Regions from separate parts of the Ovis aries genome. Here region 2 is linked to region 1. A link is a contact called in public Hi-C data. All regions are on one chromosome and are shown on one strand. The core of a region is the stretch at or near the end of the contact, and the rest is flanking DNA. Distances in the headings are between cores, read along the strand shown. Region 1 overlaps UPP1 (uridine phosphorylase 1). Region 2 holds the start of C4H7orf57 (chromosome 4 C7orf57 homolog).

Region 1 (5,860 bases), core at 2,825-5,324:
TTCAGGTCTGGAGCCAGGCTCAGTGGTCATCACTCGGCAGGCAGTGGACCCCTGCTTTAAGCCGGAGTTTGAGCAGATTGTCCTCGGGAAGCGAGAGGTCCGGAACACGGACCTGGACGAGCAGCTGGTGCAGGAGCTGGCGCGCTGCTCCGCGGACCTCGGCGAGTTCCCCACAGTCGTGGGCAACACCATGTGCACCCTGGACTTCTACGAGGGTGAGCGGCTCTCTGGCCTCCTGCTGGGGGTCTGCCACCGACGTGCGCTTGCTTCGCATGATTTCCACTGCGGGCCGGATGCTGGAGGGCAAGCAGGCCGGGCGGGCTCGAAACCACCTCTGTGTCTGGGGAGTCGGGTGGGCGTGCAGTGGGTGTTTATTGCGTGCCCGTGCCGAGTGCTCCACGGTTTTCCAGGGCAAGGCCGCCTGGACGGGGCGCTCTGCTCCTACACTGAAAAGGACAAGCAGGAGTACCTGAGGGCAGCCTACGCGGCCGGCATCCGCAACATCGAGATGGAGGCGTCGGTCTTCGCCGCCATGTGCAACGCCTGCGGCCTCCGAGGTGGGATCCGTAGGCTGCCACTCCCCACCCCCACCCTGCTGAACCCCCTGCATCTCCCCACTCCTCACCCAAGTCCTCCCGGGACTACCCGCCTGCCCTGCCCCGCAAGGCATGCCTATGGGCCCAGTGCATAGCGCACCTCTGTGCTCTTCAGATTGACACGCGCTGCAAAGCAGGATCTGCAGTGTCTCTGCCGGGACTCAGGTGCCACTAAGGGGCCAGAAAGATGAGAAAGCTCCCCCTCTGCTCAGGGCGGGCTTCGCTGCCAGCTGTCCAGTGAATCTGGCCCTCAGAGCTCCTGGGATTTCTGAGTCGTAGTTCCTGGCCTCAACCAGCTCTGCTTCCAGAAATCCTGCAGTCCCTGTTGTCTCATCACCCGGCCTTTCAAGGCAGTACAGGGGCCCGAGCTGGTCCTGGGGTTTGCTGAGGGAATCTCTTTGGGATGCAAAGGCAGCGGGAGGATGAGACAGTGGGACAGGGTGCTCTGCATCCCAGACTTTCTCTCGAGGAGTGGAGGCTGGTCTCCAGGGATTAAGCTAGAAATCCCGCTGTTTGTGCTGACCTGGCGTTTGCGCCCTGCAGCGGCCGTGGTGTGCGTCACCCTCCTCAACCGCCTGGAAGGAGACCAGATCAGCAGCCCCCACGAGGTGCTGGCCGAGTACCAGCAGCGGCCCCAGCGGTTAGTAGGCCAGTTCATCAAGAAGCGCCTGATGTAGGCCTGATCCCCAACGTTTATCTAGAGGGCGTTTGTGGTTCCTGCAAATAAAATCGTTGCCACAGTCTCCTCTGTGTGACTTCCTGGATCCTTTATGCAAGAATCTAGGGAACTGATTTCAGGTCAGAGGCAAAGAAAATCCTGTCTTAGCTATGAAGATTAAAAAAATTTTTCTTTTTAATTTATATTTTGGCTGTTCTGGGTCTTGATTGCTGCGTGGGCTTTGCTCACCTTATGGTGAGTGGGGGCTTCTCACTGTGGCGGCGTGTCTTGTGAAGCATGGGCCTTGCGGCATGTGGGCTTCAGGACATGCTGCGTACAGGATCTGGAGCGCTGGCTCAATGGTTGTAATGTAGGGGCTTAGCTGCTGCCAGGCAAGTGGGATCTTCCCGGATCAGGGATCTAACTTGTGTCTCCTGCATTGGCAGGCGGATTCTTTATCGTTAAGCCACCAGGGAAGTCCAAGGATTTTTTTTTTTTTTTTTTTTAAGCTTCATTGGAGCATGCCCACCACATTAGCCTGATTTGGTTTTTTTTTTAAGAAAGTTCCTCAGTATTTGAAATATTTCTAGGGAGGTTTTTCAGACTTGTAAATACTAATTGTAGTCAGATTTCGCTCACAAAGTGAGACTTAGGTCCACTTTAGCTTGGCAGCAGCCCTGCATCAGTGCCTCCGTGTCCCTCAGCTTCCTCCTGGAGTCAAACCCCCTCTCCAGACTAGAGGCAGAAAGGGATTTGGAGGGCATTCCAGGGTGTCCCCTCCTGTCTCAGATGGGCCTTTTTGCAGTAGCTGTTTTTGGGGTGTCCCCAGGTCCCCCAGCCCAGAGGCAGTTGCCCCAGTTGCCTTGTTGGCACATCTACACCCTTGTAATGTTTGGTATTCAACTCTGTTTTAGGTTCTCAGTGGGCTGTTTTCTGATTGTACATGGAGGCCTGCCCTTGTGCTTTTTGGTTTGTGGAATCATGTGGGGATCGTGGTGTTGATGTATGAGTATGACCCATGCACACTTCAAAAAGCCTATTTCCTGAAATTTTGAGGTTCATCCCAAATTGAGGGTTGGTAATCAAATCATTCAAGAGGCACCAAGCTGGGCACCAGTCCAGATGCCAAGACCCCTCTATTACAGGGAGCAGCCAATAATGACTCCATGTTAGACCTTTTACTTTAATTCTTGCTTCCCTGTTGCTTTTCTTCACTAAAAGGATACTGTTTATATATAATGGTCTGCCTGGGGGAATCCTGCCTGGCTGCCTGAATATTAAACCAAAGTGCCTTTGTTCAGGACCCTGTCCACCTGCGGATGGCTACAGGAAGTAATGAACACATCCCCTCTAGAAGGCTTGCCATTCTAGGAGATATTTGCAAGATCAATGGCCTTTTAACTTTGTTTCCTCATCTTCCCCATCTCAGTTCTATAAAAACCTGGCATCCAGACCTCAAGATGGTTACTTTGAGACTTTAATCTACCTTCTCTGTCAGCCTGGTTTTGGAATAAAGTTGTATCCCTTGCCTCAGCACCTCCTCCTATCCATTAATTGGCCTGTGGTGCGGTGAGCTGAGTGAACCTGGACCCTGGAACATCTCCTGGCTCACGGTTGCTAGAGGCTTCAGTGTGGAGAAGGAATGCCTGCGGTTTCTTCCTTGGTCCCCTCAAGGGGTATCTGCTGCACCCCAGATCTGAGGCTGCTCCAGAAGGAGCCGCGGGCAGCCCCCCAAGCAGCGGGCAGGTCCTGGAATATGTGTGTCCTCTCGCGTTTGGCGGCCTCTGACGCTGGCTCAAGCTGCAAGAGCTGTTCCCAGGCTCTGTCACCTTGCTCACATCTGCACCCCCCACCCAATTCCCAGTGCCCCAGGCTTCAGCGGAGACGCTTCCAAGTCCATCTGCTCGCGGGTCTGCTCTGCCCGCAAACCTGGGTGCAGGGGCAGACAGGGTCGGTCTCCTGATGCCTGGCTGGTGGGCTGGCTGGCGGCCCCTGCAACCCAGGTGTCGGTCTCGGACCCCGAGCGTGTGGTCACCAGGCTCAAATCCCGTGAGGAGCCGCGGGGACCTGCAGGCGGGTCCTGTGTGTGCCGCTCTCACGCAGGTGTGGACGCGGGGTGCCCCGTGGGAAGCGGGGAGAAGGCAGGAGCTAGGCAGTCAACAGCACGAGAAGCTGTTCACAGCCAGAGAAACGGAATCCTGCGACCGCGGTCCCTGCGGCGTCTCCCGGGCCGGCGGTCCCTGCCCCGCGCCCACGGATGGAGCCTCCTGGAACCTGCTCACTGGCTCTCTACCGCTCGGCGGCGAGGCCGAGGGAGGGGGCTCGAGACGAGGTTCTTCCTCACCGATGCCGGGGCCACGCGGAGGCGCCCGGCGGGACCTGCGCCGCCCTCTGCTGGCCGCAGTGGGAAGGGCTTGGCTCACCCGCGGGGCTGCGCTGTACCCACCCGATGGGGTAAAAGCAGCTGATCACACGCATTTCCAGCGAGACATCCGACCCTGTAGACTAACAGAGATCCGGGACGACCCCAGAGCTGACGCTGCCCCTCCCTCCCCGCCCACCCGCTCCCGGGTCTCCCCCTCGACCCCCGCTCCATCCTGCCCTGGCAGAGAGAACGGGCGCCAGAACTGAGGCGCAGGGCGCCTGGAGAGCTGATTCAGCTGTGTGGGGTGCGACTGTGCTGGTGCGGCGTGCTCGGTGCGGGCACACGAAACGCAGACGTCCACGTACGCACATGCTCCGTGCACACGCGGGCCCCTCAGACATTCACCAGGTAGAAAACGAGCGGTACTCGGTGGCCTTAACCTCCTCCCGGAAAAGGAGAACTTCGGCCCAGGTCCCACCCTCTGGGCCAGCCTGGGAGTCCTGACGAGGGTGAGGCACGCCTGCTCCTATTAGGGTCTCCTCCAGGTGGCGCTAGTGGCAGAGAACCCGCTGGCCCGTGCAGGAGACGGAAGAGATCCGGTTTCGATCCCTCGGGCGCGACGAACCCCTCGAGGACGGAACAGTGTTCCACGCCAGTGTTCTTGCCTGGAGAATTCCACGGACAGAGGCGCCTGGTGGGCTACAGTCCTTAGGGTCTCAAAGAGTCAGGCACGACTGAAGCGACTGGGCACACGCGTACCAGAGAGTGGTTTAAAAAGAAAAGGTTTAAAAAGGTTAGGTATGACTGTCACTGGGCTCCAGAATCACTGCAGATGGTGACTGCAGCCATGAAATTGAAGGACTCTTACTCCCTGGAAGGAAAGTTATGACCAACCCAGACAGCATATCTAAAAGCAGAGTCATTATTTTGTCAACAAAGGTCCATCTAGTCAAGGCTATGGTTTTTCCAGTGGTCGTGTATGGATGTGAGAGTTGGACTGTGAAGAAAGTTGGACTGTGAAGAAAGTTGGACTGCGAAGAAAGCTGAGCAGCGAAGAACTGGTGCTTTTGAACTGTGGTGTTGGAGAAGACTCTTGAGAGTCCCTTGGACTGCAAGGAGATCCAACCAGTCCATTTTGAAGATCAGTCCTGGGTGTTCATTGGAAGGAATGATGCTGAAGTTGAAACTCCGATATTTTGGCCACCTGATTCGAAGAACTGACTCATTGGAAAAGACCCTGATGCTGGGAGGGATTGGGGGCAGGAGGAGAAGGGGATGACAGAGGATGAGATAGCTGCATGGCATCACTGACTCAATGGACATGAGTTTGGGTGAACTCCGGGAGTTGGTGATGGACAGGGAGGCCTGGCGTGCTGCAGTTCATGGGGTCACAAAGAGTTGGACACGACTGAGTGACTGAACTGAACTGGTGACTGTCACACAGGCATCAGTGAAACGTGTGCGGTAGAAATGAAGGGTCCCTCCGTCCGTCCAGGTGTGTGAGGAGGGAGCGGACTTTGTGTCCAGAGGGGCCCAGGCGCCACTGAGTCAGACAGAGCAGGAGCTGCACGCTGAGGCTGGGTCTCCCATCCTGTGTGGGCCTTTAGAAGAGGCCTGTGTCGCTCCTTCTAGCCCCAGAGGGAAGGACAGTGCTCAGCCCACGGTGCTGGTGGGGTCTTGCCCACGCCCTCGAGGCATGGTGTACCTACACGTGAGTGTGGTTGAGCCTGGGACAGCTGTTTGGCTGGAATTCGCTCATCGGTGACGTTAGATTCCTCTCATCATGGAGTGTGATGGAACCAGACGTCAGGATCACCTGGCCCCGTGGAGGGCGCCCTGGACCGCTGTGGAGCTCCTCCTATCACTCTCACGCAGGGCAACTAGGGGGTCCTGAGGTGCTTGCTGCCCTGGGAAGGCCTCTGTCACAATCGGTCTTGAAATGCCGCTGGCCTGCCTTCCGCAGATCTCCTTCTGTTGCTGTGGGTGCTGCTGGCCTCGCTTTACTCTGCTCTGCTGACCCCGAGGCCACGGAGGGAAGTGGCCTGTTCCACCAGCACTGGGCGAGGCTCGGGTCTAGGAGTCAGGAGGCACAGATCTCTGGGTCTGTTGGTTCTCATCCTCAAGGGCTTCCCTCAGCGCCCCCTGCCCCACCCCGCAGCTCAGAGGTTCTGTGACTCCTCTAAGCCACGTGGCTAAAATGTCAGTGGAAAAGGTGCAATGAAAAATGGCAATGGGCAATGG
Region 2 (6,790 bases), core at 2,453-4,952, 72 kb before region 1:
CACTCTTGTTTCTCTCTGATCCTCTGTGTTTATTGGGATCCCATGCAATGGCAACCCACTCCAGTACTCTTGCCTGGAAAATCCCATGGATGGAGGAACCTGGGTATCTGCAGTCCACGGGGTCACACAGAGTCAGACACAACAGAAGTGACTTAGCAGCAGCAGCATGACTTCCAGTGTTGTAAATTATTTTCTATTTGCATTTCATCTACTGCCATTATAAGTTTGGAAACAGGAGGTACTTGAGACCTTGGAAGGAAAGTTATGACCAACCTAGAGAGTATATTCAAAAGCAGAGACATTACTTGTCAACAAAGGTCTGTCTAGTCAAGGCTATGGTTTTTCCCATGGTCATGTATGGATGTGAGAGTTGGACTGTGAAGAAAGCTGAGTGCTGAAGAATTGATGCTTTTGAACTGTGGTGTTGGAGAAGACTCTTGAGAGTCCCTTGGACTGCAAGGAGATCCAACCAGTCCATTCTAAAGGAGATCAGTCCTGGGTGTTCACTGGAAGGACTGATGTTGAAGCTGAAACTCCAATACTTTGGCCACCTCATGCACAGAGTTGACTCATTGGAAAAGACTCTGATGCTGGGAGAGATTGGGGGCAGGAGGAGAAGGGGACGACAGAGGATGAGACGGCTGGATGGTATCACCGACTCGATGGACATGAGTTTGGGTGAACTCCAGGAGTTGGTGATGGACAGGGAGGCCTGGCATGGTGCGATTCATGGGGTTGCAAAGAGTCGGACACGACTGAGCGACTGAACTGAACTGAGACCACAACCCCAAAGCTTTTATTTGGCAGAAGACCCCAACCTATTTGCAATTATTTATTTTTAAGATGTTTATTTCTTTATCTGTTTGGCTGGCCTTGGTCACAGCATGCAGGACCTTCATCACACTGTGCAGGTCTACAGGTCAGCAGCTGCAGCATGTAGGCTCAGTTGCTCCACTTGTGACCTTAGTTCTCCCACCAGTGATCAAACCCATTGTGACTGGCAGAAAAAACTGGGAGTTGTCACATACAGCAGGGCTGGCAGTGAATGCAGGCAGCACACGGAGACAGATGTCCAGGACATCCCTAACGTTCCAGTGATTAAGGCTGCACTTCCACTGCAGGGGCTGTGGGCTCGACCCCTGGTCAGGGAGCTCCTCCTGAAAGCCAAGGGCATGGCCAAACAAATTAAAAAAACATTGGTTTCTGATAGCCTGTAACAACTTAGCTTTATCAATAATAAATCATACATGATAAATGGTCTTACTATTTTTCAGATACAAAGTATTTATTTTGTATTTCTTCAAAACTAATACAATTACCTTAGCATTATATATAAATTGTTGCATTATAGGAATTTAAATTAAAATGATTTAAATTGTTCTGTTACTTTCGTATATTTTGTTTTTACTCTGTCACTTTTCCAAAACATTTTACTGTTACGTCTTAAGAAAGGTAATCTGTTTAAATTTATTGTAAAATGTGAAGTTTTTCTACCAAAGAGAAAGATCATTATCACTTTAACACACAATGGAGGGGAGATGCTGATAAGGACACAAAGAAATCCTTTCTCATTCTGAGCCAGCCACAGGTGATAATCTTGTTTCCACAGATGATAATCTTATTTTTCAAATGGACTGAAAACCCAAACTACTACCTAATACTGAAATAAATGTGTCGAAAAGGAAGCATTTGTCTTGAAAGGATTAGATTATCATCAAACAGAAAACACCAAATTTGGAAATCCCCCCATTGTATGAAACCCTAGTCTAAGGAATATGCTGCGCATTATGGAAGATTGAGTCTCCTGAGTGTGATGTTTAGGGAAAGGAATTTATCTATTGGGTTGGAAGATGAAACAAGGATGGGCTTGAGCCTGAAGATGTGTCTCAGGAGTTTAGAAATATTAGCTTCAGTCAACAACATGAGCAAACCAAGAGCAGGCAAGAAGGAAGGGTCCAAGGGCTGTAAAAAAATCGGAATTTATACTCAAATACATGTTTTCCTCTTCCCCCAAACTCATAAACAGTTTATAATCATTTACAATATCTTTGTAAGATATAAATCTCTAAGAATTTATCCACATATAAAACACAGATACACTTTAAACAAACATCTACACATAACTGAATAATTTATTTTTTTTCCATAAACTGCTGACTAAATGTGTACATGAAGTGAGATTGTATATGAGAAAAGGCTGGATCCTTCTAAAAACTCTGGGCCATTGTATGAAAGAAAGATCATATGTGTTAAGGTATAGGAAATAAACACTGAGAAATCTTCATAATAGATTTTTCTTGTGCCATGGTTTCATTTGTGTAGCAGCTCACTTGCGTTCTTATTTGATTTGGCATCTGCAAATACTTGTGATTTCAGTCACATTCCAAAAGTCAGAACTTTATCCTGAGGAATGATCACTCTTCATTATAACTCAAATCATGATTTCAACTAGTAAAGAGGGCTGTCAACTTGAGGAAGTTTCCTTCTCTTCTGTTAACCAAGCTGAGGCTTCAATCAGTAGGATACACTGTTTTAAAAAATCACCTTCTCTTGGAGCGCAATTCCCTGGGTAAACAATGCCCTGATTTATGCAACAGGAAACCCTGTTATACTTAGTGAGAGTCTACATGTCAACCTGCAATGGGACAAACATTTGACATTGAAAAGTGACGTCTTGCTTACTTTCAAAACTGGGTCAGCTGAGGATCCTGAAAATATTATATGAGAGCTGGATAACCCACAGTGAGAGTAAATTCCCATCACAAGAATTCGCTTCTCCCTATCAAATGGTTACATCACCTCTCTTCTGCTAGATTTCTAATGCTTAACTTGTGTAGTAGCAAAAGCAGAGCCTTGTTTAAAGTTGCCAAATGACCACCGTTAAGACATCGTGATTTTTCTATTTTAGCAAAAGACAACCTTAGCTGGAGAGGGCAATGGCACCCCACTCCAGTACTCTTGCCTGGAAAATCCCATGGATGGAGGAGGCTGATAGGCTGCAGTCCATGGGGTCGCTGAGGGTCGGACACGACTGAGCGACTTCACTTTCACTTTTCACTTTCATGCATTGGAGAAGGCAATGGCAACCCACTCCAGCGCTCTTGCCTGGAGAATCCCAGGGACGGCAGAGCCTAGTGCTGTCTATGGGTTCGCACAGAGTCGGACACGACTGAAGCGACTTAGCAGCAACCTTAGCTCCAACTGCTGCCTGGGCTGGTGGAATCACAGGAGAACTACAAACCAAGTTTCCAAACCAGAAATATTGAAAAAATAACGTATGAGGAAAGACGTGTGCCTAGTAATTTTACTACTAATACACAACTGGCAGAAATGGCTGTCTTTTGAGTTTTCCCAGGTACTTACTCGTCCTCTTTTCAACAATGTATTAAATAAACCCGAGATGGACAAGAAAACCGCTGTTGAGTTTTCCAGGACGTCAGGAGGGCGGAGGTCTCACCAGGAGAACTCTGAGGTTGGCACGCCCCAGCAGCCGCGCTGCCACGCCGGCGCCACCACCTAGACAACGCCCAAGCCCGGGGCAGTTGACTGTAGGCACCCAAGCCACGCCCCTGACCCGATTGGCCTGCCCTCACACTGCGCCGATTGGCTGCCTGTGCTCCTTCCGCGGCCGCCGGTTGGCCCAGGCCGGCCGTTGCCCTGGCGACGCGGGTTACTGTAGTTCCGCGCCTCTCCTGGAGTTTGGGATTGGTCTCAGCCGCCAGCGAGAACAGACTGGTCTCGGACTTTGCAGGTGGCACCCACCCAGACCCCAGGTCGGCAGGTGAGCGGGGTCAGACGGCCAGTGGGGTCGGGACCGGGAGGGACCCCTGTCTCCTGAAATGGAGGAGCACCGGGCAGGGGCGGGACTTCGGAACCTGCTGTCTCCTGCCGGCTACTCTGCGTGTGTGCCCCTGATGCATATACCCTGGCTGGACGCGCCCCTGCTGATGCCTTGCCTGGGCGTGCGCGCACTACCTGAATGGTGAGACTCCTGCATACCTGTCAGGTGGAGGAGGACGGACCGAGTAGGGGTGCGGACCCAGCCTCTGCAGCTCAGCCCCGGCAACGGTTCCTGGCTCACCCGTGAACACCTGGCCCAGCGTGTCTCAGGGCATGAGGAGTACCAGCAAGGAGCTGCACGGGGCCGCGAGCCGCTACGCTCCCTGCGGTGAGTGACCCGAGGAGAGGATCCGCCTTTGCTCTGCTGCTGGACAGGCTCACCTGTGTCCTGCATGCGTGTGTGGAGAAGGCGGTGGGGAGGGGACAGGACTAACACGGGGTACCATCAAAGAAAGCTACACACCGCCCCTGTGCCCCAGGGTGGAAGTAAGGCTTAAAAGTAAGGTGGGGATCTAGGGGTGGAGGGGAACTTGACTTCTGGGGTTTTTTCGTTTGTTTCGCTATTTTCAACAAAAGAAAGCCAGGCTACCCGCGGCTGTTAGAGCTACTCAGTTCTTGGAGCAATAGCATCTCTGAAAATTTCTCTGTAACAGTAACCCTGTGTTGACTTGGACACTTTCATTTTCAGCTGCATCCTTGTGTATTTCATTGATCACCTATCTCTTGCTCCTGATTTAGACTCCAACCAGGGTAACTGTGTCTTCTGCTTTAAGCTCATGAACACAGGAAGTAGGCCTCCTGTGGAGGTTGGCACTGCAGTGGGCTTCTCATTGTGAAGTTGGAAGAAGGGAAAGAAGACCTAGCTGCTGTGGTCTGATTTTAACTTTGTTGTTATTCTTCCGCATCTCATGAAGGGCTGGAGTAGGAGGATGGAGAAGAGGGTCCCGAAGCTCTGTTGGAAGAGGCAGGGTAGGGGTTGGCAAGTGGACTGCAGGCAGCGGGACTGAGTGTGGCCTTCACAGTCTCCCCGTGCTTCCTGCCCAGAGCTCTGCTGTGACCTCTGTTGATGAGGCTGTGGCTGTGCTGGAATGGAGGGGAAGGGGCACAGGAGGCCTGGGTCCCAGTCTCCACTGTAGGCTCTCAGCCTGGTTTTCTGGTGTCTCAGTGCCCTACTGTGTAGCCTCCCTCTGTGTGCTAAACACTGTCACACTAACATTGAACTTCAGGACAACCTGCTGAGGGGTTGTTAGCTCTGGTTTGCAGCTGAGAAACCTGAGGCTTAGAGTTTCAAAAAGCTGCCCTATTCTCCAAGGCTGAGGCTGGTTGCCAGGACCCTGCCTTTGGGTTGCCTCTCATGGCTCAAAGACCAGAGAACTGCAGGACTGAGTCACCCTACGGTCATCTCTGAGCCGGGCTCCTTGTAGATAAAGGAAGCCAGGAGGAGACAGGGGAGCCGGTAAAGAAATCTACCCAGTTGTGAGTGATCTGGTGCCAGACAAGTACTAATCACGGTTGAGGACAAGACAATTCTCACTCCTTCACTCCTTCAACCATGTGTGTATGTGTGTGTGCGCGTGTGTGTGCGTGTGTGAGATGGTTGGTTCACAGTCACTCATGTGCTGACTCTCTGCAGGGCACACCATCATAAACGGCCAACCAAATTAGAGCTCAGTTCCTGCCCGAAGCTTCCAGTAATGAGATGTAGAAACTACTCTGTTCTCTATGGATTAATTAGTAATCAAAACACAGAGAGGAAAAATAAAGCAAGAACTGAATGCTTTCCCTCTGAAAGAAAGTATTTGAGCTGAAGATGATCAGATATGATGCTCCTAAGCCCTTCCTCCTGGTTCTAAAACTAACTCTGTGAGCTCAGGCAAACTTCGTGAAAGCTTTCCCGTCGGGGTTCCCCCCCCCCCACCCGCCTCTTTCTCTTTTCTCTATTGTGTTTTCACTATAGAGTCCATCTCATTACTGTTGTTTAGATGTTTTAAAGATTTTTTTCATGAACATTCATGTTTTACACAGTGGACTCACCTTTAGTTCTAAGTAGAAATTGCGTGGCTAACTTTTAGCTGTGGAGGAAGGCGACTTCTTGTTCCTGGGATCCGTGTGTGCTTGTGTAAAGCCATCTATTCAGCCTGTTTTCCTGTGATCCTGCTGTATCACTCAGAATTCTCCAGAGCCCAACAACATTTGTGCCTCTGTGTGTGTGTGTGTGTGTAGAAAGAGAAAGAGAGATTGACTGAGACATCGATTTATTTTAAGGAACTGGCTCACACAGTTGTGGAGCAGGCCGAGAAGGAGCTGATGCTACAGTCCTGGGTTGGAAGGCCATCTGGGGGCAGAATTTCTTCCTTCTCAGGAGACCTCAGCCTGGGAACTGTGGCCTAGCCAAGTGGACACAGGAAATCACCCATTGCGCCTCCCAGGAGCTGGTCCTGTGTTAGACCCTGACTGCCATGCATTTTGGACAGCTGGTTCCAGTAAGCTCTTAAATTCTAGAGACATCTTTTAAATTTCACATCCCTCCTAGATTTTGTTCCCCTAGCTCTCAGTCAGCTGTGATGTCTGTTCTTATATTTGGACACGTGGGTTCATCAGTTTCAGATGCAAAGTGTCAACGGAACACCAACAGCCTGAGTGTCTTCTCTTTGTGGGATTATTATTGCAGGTCCCTGGGCTTCTGCCAACACCTCTTGCTCCTGGCGGGGACCCTCACAGGTGGTCACCAAAGCCACCTGCAAGGTTCTAAAAAAAAAAAAAAAAAAGCCACCTGCAAGGTTCTGTCCTAGGTGCCCACTGAGGGGCCTCAGGGCTCTGCCAAGGCCCGTTCCGCTCACCACCCGTGACCACTCTCTGGGGGAGGTAGGGGTCAACAGATCAATGGGGAGGGAGGTGAGAGAGTAAGCTGGCCTTCTCTTATCCCCCTTTGCCCTCCCACCCCATCTTT

What was found. A called contact is a pair of places that touch in the nucleus more often than the background predicts.
Region 2: a contact with region 1 is called in a Hi-C map of blood, with 3 times the contacts expected there. The contact joins the promoter of C4H7orf57 here to the enhancer-like site in region 1. A contact is called at or near these places in 3 of 16 Hi-C or Micro-C datasets (all in blood).

Annotation. Positions count from the first base shown.
Region 1 is chr4:8,400,230-8,406,089 of ARS-UI_Ramb_v3.0, reverse strand. It overlaps UPP1 (uridine phosphorylase 1), which reads left to right. Exons shown (of 8, transcript XM_004007697.6): 6 at 6-215; 7 at 411-557; 8 at 1,140-1,339. The coding sequence ends at 1,273. Among named protein-coding and RNA genes, the nearest start is that of ABCA13, 18 kb to the right of the region's middle. Within about 2 kb of position 4,074, at least 11 of the 54 cell types and tissues checked have an H3K27ac peak or open chromatin away from gene starts, as enhancers often do.
Region 2 is chr4:8,471,032-8,477,821 of ARS-UI_Ramb_v3.0, reverse strand. C4H7orf57 (chromosome 4 C7orf57 homolog) reads left to right here and starts at 3,702. Exons shown (of 9, transcript XM_060414934.1): 1 at 3,702-3,773; 2 at 4,007-4,168. The coding sequence starts at 4,114. It overlaps LOC121819381 (a long non-coding RNA gene), which reads right to left and starts at 3,522. Exons shown (of 2, transcript XR_006059586.2): 1 at 3,364-3,522; 2 at 829-1,157.